3 separate regions of the Mus musculus genome follow, and all the other regions are linked to region 1. Evidence: chromatin contacts called from public HiChIP or PLAC-seq data. All regions are on one chromosome and are shown on one strand. The core of a region is the stretch at or near the end of the contact, and the rest is flanking DNA. Distances in the headings are between cores, read along the strand shown. Region 1 has its middle 220 kb from the start of Pappa. Region 2 overlaps 8030451A03Rik (a long non-coding RNA gene). Region 3 overlaps Astn2 (astrotactin 2).

Region 1 (2,741 bases), core at 84-2,583:
CTCATTCATTCACACACTATTAGCTAAGCTGGCCAGACTAGTTGGACATCTTCTATTACTCATACTCTTCCACTCTGTCTTCTTGGCCTGTTTTATTAAGAGATCTTATTATAATAGTGTCCTTTCATATCATGCTATGACAAGAGACTGGTCCCGTCTATTCATTTATTCCACCCCCTAAGAGTTGTTTCCTCCTTTTCTTCATCTTAAAAAAAAATCCCCTTTCTAATCATCAAAGGGAGAAAACTTCCCAGGGATAAATACTTTAAATCAGTTCATGAACTTTTCCTAGAAGCAAACCTTCTTTTTCAATTTATCTCTTCAGTATACGAGATCTAAACACTATATAACACTTGATTATTGCAAGAACATTATACAACAGTTATTACTGGTTCTAAAAACAGGAGGTTATATTATAAATTTATTTGTTTAAATCACTGTTCATTGTCCATAGGGGCAGCTCAAGGTAAAACTCTGACAAAGCATGTGCTGCAAACTTGTTTCTTATTCATGTCTAGTTTCATTGTTTGTTTACATACATGACATGCTACTTCTAGAAGAGACACTCTTACTCTACTGCTCAATTTTAGATTATTTTTTCAATTTATAAAATGTGGCAAACACTGCCTAAATATTAGGATTATATGGAGAATTGGTTTGAATGGTTATAAAAATCCTACTGCTGGATCTTATCAAAGGTACCACGAAGTGGTTGACAGTTTAGCATCCTGCTATCCAGTACTTGCAGTGGTTACCAGTCCCCACCCTCCAGTTTCATTAACAAATTTTAGTATGTAATCTTTTGTTTCTTCTTCCTAATCCTTCATTTCCTCTGACTGTTTCATTTCATTTCGGTTCCCAGCAAGCAGGCCACTTATGTCTGGTTTATCAGGCAAGCTGAGGCATGCACAGACATGTCTACAAGCTCCTCAGAAGGCTGATTCTGACACAGCTTAGCACCAGGTCCCCCTCCCTTCACACTATGTTCTGTACTCCAAGTGGTTGGACAGAGGTTCATGCTTTCAAAGCTTTAGAATTTACACAGAGTCTCTGCCCTGGATTTACTTAGTGTCCAGCTGCTGAGATTTATCTTGAAATTTCTAAGTGCAAGGCTGCAATCAAAGTCTGAGGGCACAAAACTGAACAAATAAAGATGTTTGGGGACTGCCTGTTTTTCTCATGTGATTTGCACATTTTTCTTGGCTTGCGTAATCTGAGGTGGCTGGGACCATAGGCCCCTTCATTTCTTGGCTCAGTAGTACGCAGTATATGGCAGTAATACAAATACAGGAGCTGGATATGCAAAAGGAGGCTTCACCCCTGCTAGGAAGGCATCCACCTCTGTGCCTCCCAGACAGTGTTGACGCATTCAGACAAGCTGGACAAAGAACGTACAGTCTACATTCCCTGGCCTTTGAAGGAAAGATGTTGCAATGTACAGGCAATTGGAGAGTTTGCCTAATTCATCAAAACATTCACATTTGCTAGTAATACAATGCAGCTATGATGAGAAGGACTCAGGGAGAGTTGTGTGGATTAAGGTTCAAACAGATCATGCCTACTAGTTTCTATTCAACTGGTTAAGCTTTGAAGCAGCTTTCCCCTCATTCATGAAAGTGTTACAGGGCTGTGTAAAACAAACAATAAAGAAAACAAAGCAAAACAAACAAGCAAACAACAACAACAACAGCAAACTCATGGGCTTGGTTACCAGATGAATCTAAGGCTAGCTGAAGGATCTTGGCAATAATATACTTTCTAAAGTTTATCCTCCTATCATAAGAGAAAAAACAGTAAAATTGAACTCTTCAGAGATTTTTGTAGAGATTCATTGAGATAATGCGTAGTGGTTAGCAGGGAAATACAGTCAATAAGTACTATAAACAGTTTCTATCATCTTCTGCTTTTCAACTGAAGACTGTGAACCAGGTTTTCATACAGTGATTTTGTCTTTCTTTGTACCTTGGAGTTGGTTGGGCCTTAAACTGGGAGTTGGGAAACAAAGAGAAACTTATTTTGTTTCTTTAAATCTTTTTGAAAAAAAATTAAATGTATATGTATTCTGCCTGTGTGATATGACTGTGTACTATGTGTGTGCAGTGCCCACAAGTGCCAAAAGAGGGCATGAGATACACTGGGAATCAATTTACAAACAGCTTTGAGCCACCACTTGGTTGTTGGAAATCAAACCCTGATCCTTTTGAACAGCAATAAATGCTCTTAACCCCTGATCTATCACTCCAACACCAAGAAATATATTTTGAATGGGGCAAATAAAGCTTTAATTTAGTCCCCCTATTACCTCTGTCTAATCCCCATGGCTTATGAAAAGAACCGTTTCTTCAGATTTTTTGTTTGTTTGTTTGTTTGTTTGTTTTGTTTTGTTTTAAACCCAGTTGGAAAGCAAATTATTTCTATTCCAAAGAGAAAATTAATTGGAATATAATAATTATAGCAGGCTTCTTTAATATCGTTTTTTTCAGTTTCCAAATAGTTTTAAAGTAGTTTGCGTTTTACAGAATACTTCCATCGTCACATTAACCCTGGGAAATTCTTACATGGACTTGACTAATAAAGAAAAGGAAGAGCAGAGGAGCTAAATCACCTGTCCAGCTAAGAACCAGAAACCAAGTAGTCCTTCCGGAGCTTCTGTCAGTCATCATGCTTTTTATCTAGTGGACTATAAAATGTGTGTTAACATGGAGCCATAGTGCCACCCTGGAAACTTGTACCTAATTCTA
Region 2 (2,741 bases), core at 126-2,625, 830 kb before region 1:
TCCATCCTGTTTGATAAACATGTACTGTTGTTATGCTATTCTCAATGTCATTCAAAGTTTGTCAGATGACTCAATTTAACAGAGTATAACTCCTTACTCATCTTTACTGGAGGTCCATGCTCAGTGGGTTTGGGACTCCAAAGTAAAGTAAAATGAATAAACCAGGGGAAAGAAGCTTATGCAACTGTCTAGTTGCACTGTGTATAAGTACTGTTCATCCCATTGCTCAGTTCATTTTCTTCACACTTGTTTCACTAGAGAGACAGTTATTTTTGCTTATTGATCAATTGCTTGTCTCTTGTAGAAGACACGGGCTCCACAATATAGTGATATTCTTTAGTTCATGATTCATCATATGTCTTTAGAATATCTCCTGGTACCTTGGATGGGGTTGATGTGCATTGCAGAATGAATGACGTTGATGAGCAACTCCTGTGTTATGCAATTTCAAGCCTGTGTACTTGATGCATAACCTGAAATAAATAAATATTGTATTCATTTATGGCTAAGAACATTGAGAGTCACAGAGCAAGCAGTACATCTAGACCCATTCATCTGATAATGGGTTGATCTGGGATTTTCATTTTGGCTTGGTGTATTCCAATCTTATCTCATAGATGAACAGGACTCTTGATTATTCAAAGTCTAAAATATTGGAACATTTTTTAAACATGAAGACTGATCATTGACATGCCAAGGTAAACATGATACAACCAACAGATGCATACATTCTGTCCCTAGTCCAAAGAAACAAACCTCCAAATTACTAGTATGTATAACTTTTCATTTATCTGGTTAGAGTCAGTATAGCTAAGATTTGTACATTTGTTCACATTTAGAGCTCTTTGAACAGAATAATAAGGAAAAATCTAAAAGAATTTTAATTTTATATCAAGAAAAAGTAGGACTGGAGACTAAAATTTAACATGGTTATGTTGTGCCTACAGATTATTTTACATGAATAATTTTTCTTAGTTCTTATGACAGCAATTTTTTTCTTGTACTTTTTAATCTGAAGTAGGAATTTTGAAGCTCAGCTTGATGAATCCATACCTTAGATTGGAACAATGTTTGAATTTATGCCAATATTGCTGAAGAATTTCTCTTTTTCCTGTCCCAGTGCATATGCTGGTCAGGACTGTGGTCTCAATGACCTCATACCATCACAGACATGGAGTGTGCTGCACCATGGCTGAGAGACAGCCTCCCTTACAGCCTAGACAGCTCAAGAACTAGCTTGGGGTTTGGCATCACGCCTGGTATGAGTCTATCCTTTAGTTGTTTCTTTCTATTGTTGGCCAACCCCCCAGGAAGGCTCGTCTCTTCTGTGCAATTCAACTGAAATGAGAAGTTACCACAAGGATTCTGGAAGCCCGCACTCCATGCTGAGATTTTTTTTTTCTTCCCTGAGAACTGGCTGCATAGTAATGTTCTGCGTCAGTCCTTCCAGATCCCAACTCAAAGATTCACAAACACTGGCTCCCCTGAGCATTGGGCTGCTGGTTATGATGAAATGTTAGCACAGAAGAGCTTTCTTTTTCTATTTTGGGTTTCGAATCAGGACAGCATGGTTACAGGATGATTTATGCACTTTGAGAACTTTAAAATGTTTTGTTGCTATGCCTTCCCCCAGGCATTTCTCTTATCACTTGGACTCAGCTTGATGCCTCTCTGGAATCCGCTTGTTCCCCTATCATCTGTGCAACACCAAACACATGTCTTCAATCTGAAATCAGAAAACTGAAAATTGGAAGCAATTGATTCTAGAAAGATCCCAAACAGACTGCCATTTGGGCATAATAAGCCCCAAAGAGGTGGCATTTGTAGTATTTGGGGATGGAAATATCCATCTGTAGTTGCAGCTAGTTCCCCCCCTCCCCCGTCCCATCCTGACTCTTAAAAAATGAAAAAGTTAGAAAGCAAGGAAAGGGTTTCCCTAATGGAATTGCTATTTACTGGATGACTATTATGCATGCCCTCATTTGGCCTATGACTGCTATTTCCTCTATGGTGGACACAGCGATGGATGTGAAGAAGGTACTGGCAGGTCACATAAAACCCCATCCTCAAAGAGCTCATGGTTCATTGCACTGGTTGGCTGAGGCACGTGTCTTGCACACTTCTCTGTCCGCTGATTGTGCTTCTCTCTTGTGTGCCATCATTGCTGGTCTTTTTCCCGGTTACTGATGATCACCTCATTTCGAGATCTCCTGTGCTCCTGCCTGCGCTCTTCTCCCATGGTTAAATATGTTCTTTACACTTTTACCCTACACAACTTCCAACTCTTTCTCTAACTTTCTCATGATTCCAGTCCAAACAGGACATCCAATCTCCAAGACATCTCCCTCCCACACAAAATTAGTACTCTTATGTGTTCTTGGATGACTCTTTGTTTCATGACATTTGTCATGTACTACTGTAGCCAGCTATACCTTTATCCACTTTTTTCTTCTGTCAGCTTCTGAAGAAAAAGGGTGAAATAATCATGTTGACAGATATGTACCAAATGTATGGCTAATGTTGGCTGTTTAATAGCTATTCTTGGCACATAGAAATGGTCTGTCCAACAGACAAGTAAAATTAACTTAAATAATGTCACAGGGACTCTTCATGTTATGTATTTTTTGGGACAACCTCTCACATAGCTTAGGCTGGCCTTGAACTTGCTATGGACTTAGCTTCTGAACCTGTAAGCTAGCCCCAATCAAATGTTATCCGTATAAGTTACCTTGGTCATTTTG
Region 3 (2,741 bases), core at 140-2,639, 590 kb after region 1:
TGACCTATTCTGTCTTCTTTGGCAAAACAAGCCTTCTTGGGAGCACTCACTTTTTGTTAGTTTGCTTTGTTTTGTTTTGTTTTGTTTCTCCTTTTGGGTGCTTTTAAAAAGCAATGGAAATTATATTTCCTGAAAGTTTGGGAAAGTTTCTCTCTCACACTCACTGAGGGGTGGGGGTGGGCTGTGAGATGTACATGCCTTACAGCTCATTGATGAGGATAACTGAGATGGGTGGAGCTGAAGCAGACATCTGTGGAGATGAGCTGGCAGCTGCAGGGACATGGAGGAAGAGACATAGGAGATGTGATTTGGTGCCATTGTTGTAGCTGAGATTGAGGCTCAAGCTCTGGCCTTGAGCCTAAGGCTCATTCTTACGAGGACACCCTTGCTGCCTCTGTCTAGCCTCCGTAATAACAGTATTTAAAATCATTGTTCTATGTCACCTAAGCTGAGAAGAGAGAAGCCGACCATTGTATATGCTGCTGCCCTCCTTCCCTGTATCTTCTCCAAATGCCCTATCTTTCCCCTATCACACACCCACTTCCCCTGCTCGTCTTCATGCCTGGTTCTCTTATCAAAACATGTATTGAATTCTGAGTGTTTTGAATGTATGCAGCTTCTAGTCTGTGTAGTATGTTTTAGTGTTGCACATACTGTATGCTGCCTGGATAGGTGTCCTTTGATCTGTTACCCATGCCTGTGCATGCTTGGTGAACTGACATGGCATTTGGCACGTATACTTTACAGTCTGCCTGTGGGGCAGTGGCTGTGCTTATGCATCTCTGTTGTTTATCCATAGTCTCATTCCTGGAGGATTTGCTGTGTAGTGAGTAAAAGATACACACTATCTGTGTGTGCTCTGCTTTTAATGTCTTTTGGATGTCTGTGTGTGCTGTGGTCTACTGCATTTCTGTGCTGGGGTGTGTGTGTGTGTGTGTGTGTGTGTGTGTGTGTGTGTGTGAGACTGTGTGTCTTTATGATCTAGCTTACCTTTCTATATTGCACACGCTCTGAATATCCTCAGAGGTGCTTACACACGTTTAAATGTATTGTATACATCCACGTATTGTCCTTGCAGCTTAGCTGGGTGTGATGATGGTGTTGCATGCATCTGTGTGTGATGGGTTGAATTCACATTGTGTTTCTGTATTATGCGACTCACAAACAAAATCTCCTTGTTTGTATGCTGAGTATGAGTAGGGTATGTTCTATTTGTTGTTTGTAGGTATGTGCTCATGTTCTGTGCTTTCCCTGGGCCTCTGTCTCAGTGAAATGTGTGTTTGAGTGTGTTCTCTGCCAGCTCTTCCTCCCTTTCTGGTGCCCCAGCCTCCCTCCTTCCCTCCTCCTCCCTAGGCTGTGACTGCTCTCAGCTGACACCTCGGCTGCTCTGGCAACCCAAGTACAGCCTGGAGAAAGGTCAGCTGGCTGCCTGAGCCCTGGGCCTGCCTAGAGCCTTCCACCCAGTGTTGTGGTGCAGGAGCGCCCTCTATTGGCTATGATATTCACAAAAGGCCCTAGAAATGGGCTTAGGCTTCCTTGTCTTGATAATCCCTGAGATTTCCATCTTTACTAAGTAATAGCCTAGAAGGCGAATAGGTCAACATAATTTATTGTCCAAACCAGACACTCTTAAGAATGGCAGCACTATTACATACACTCAGACACTGATGTATGCAGAGAGCAGATGGCCCAGAAAACGACTGTCCCGGACCCTTATTCAAAACATAGATGGCCCTTTGAAAAGAAGCCTCAAAAATGTGTGCTAGCACATACCAGTGGGAAAAAAAATCCACATTTCCTGGTGACTTCATGCAAGTTTGGAGACTCCTAGCAGCGATTTTTCAAGGCGCTGATCCCCCTTTGCAACAGAGACCCAAGGATGAGACTAAGTCCTCCTGGTATAGAAAGTAGAAAGGGATAACAGAAAGAATTTCTCAGGTGACTTAGCACAAGCAGGTCAAAAGTACATGTGAGAACAGGAGTAGTCATGGGGATGACAGAAATTGTTCAAGGTGTTTCTTGTAGCCTTATCTGTGAAGTCATTTGTGAAAACATGTATGTACTCACACAAATCCACCCGGAGGCAGATGACCAACAGCCAGTATGGTTAATGACTTCATAGATTTGAGCACAAGCACCCTTTACTACGATTTGAGATCTAGAAGAAGCAGAACAAAGCTGAAAGTACATTTCAGGTGGAGAAAACTGAGTTTCATTCTATTCCTTTTGCCAATGATTAGAGACGAGGCTCACATTAGAGGACCTGTTTCTATAAACTTGGGACAACAATTATAAGTCAGACCAAAGGACCACTTGGTCCATTTGGTTCAAAAAACATTTTCCAGAATTTTACCTTTTATGAAACATGGATAGTCATTTCATATAAAATTTAAAACTACAGGTGTAAAATAAAGTTAAGCAGATTTCTTTCTCAAGAGGTGTCTTAGAACATTAAAAATGATAATATGGCATAGATTTCTAGAAAATGGATGGTACGCTGAATCCACTCTTTCATAAATGACAGATATGAAGGTAATTTGCCCTATCAGAAATCCTTTGGAAATACATTCTGTCTTACTAAAAATTGTCCTATTTTCTTCCTTTTGTTCATTTGTTTTGATTTACATCTACAGATTTTCGTACTGACATCCACAAACAGAAATTATGTGACCATGATAAACCACAAATGGGAAAAGACTTAAAGAGGTCAAGTGGACTTGCCCCAGGTCACAGCACTGGGC

What was found. HiChIP or PLAC-seq counts read pairs in DNA pulled down with a chosen protein or histone mark.
Region 2: a contact with region 1 is called in a CTCF HiChIP or PLAC-seq map of the NIH/3T3 cell line, with 9 read pairs. The contact joins two enhancer-like sites.
Region 3: an H3K27ac HiChIP or PLAC-seq map of the NIH/3T3 cell line shows a contact between it and region 1, with 8 times the contacts expected there. The contact joins two enhancer-like sites. A contact is called at or near these places in 2 of 15 datasets of contacts at CTCF or cohesin (both in the NIH/3T3 cell line), 9 of 484 Hi-C or Micro-C datasets (the 3T3-L1 cell line, 3T3-L1-derived adipocytes, embryonic fibroblasts and 2 more) and 2 of 115 datasets of contacts at active chromatin or transcription factors (the NIH/3T3 cell line and hepatocytes).

What each region holds. Positions count from the first base shown.
Region 1 is chr4:64,900,323-64,903,063 of GRCm38.p6, forward strand. No RefSeq gene overlaps it. Among named protein-coding and RNA genes, the nearest start is that of Pappa, 220 kb to the right of the region's middle. Within about 2 kb of position 1,334, at least 40 of the 459 cell types and tissues checked have an H3K27ac peak or open chromatin away from gene starts, as enhancers often do. A contact at or near this core is called in the NIH/3T3 cell line and uterus, where this site is marked.
Region 2 is chr4:64,075,191-64,077,931 of GRCm38.p6, forward strand. The region is part of intron 4 of 8030451A03Rik (a long non-coding RNA gene); the gene reads left to right. Among named protein-coding and RNA genes, the nearest start is that of Tnc, 30 kb to the left of the region's middle. Within about 2 kb of position 1,376, at least 68 of the 459 cell types and tissues checked have an H3K27ac peak or open chromatin away from gene starts, as enhancers often do. A contact at or near this core is called in the NIH/3T3 cell line, where this site is marked.
Region 3 is chr4:65,495,207-65,497,947 of GRCm38.p6, forward strand. The region is part of intron 19 of Astn2 (astrotactin 2); the gene reads right to left. Among named protein-coding and RNA genes, the nearest start is that of Trim32, 110 kb to the right of the region's middle. Within about 2 kb of position 1,390, at least 103 of the 459 cell types and tissues checked have an H3K27ac peak or open chromatin away from gene starts, as enhancers often do. A contact at or near this core is called in the NIH/3T3 cell line and uterus, where this site is marked.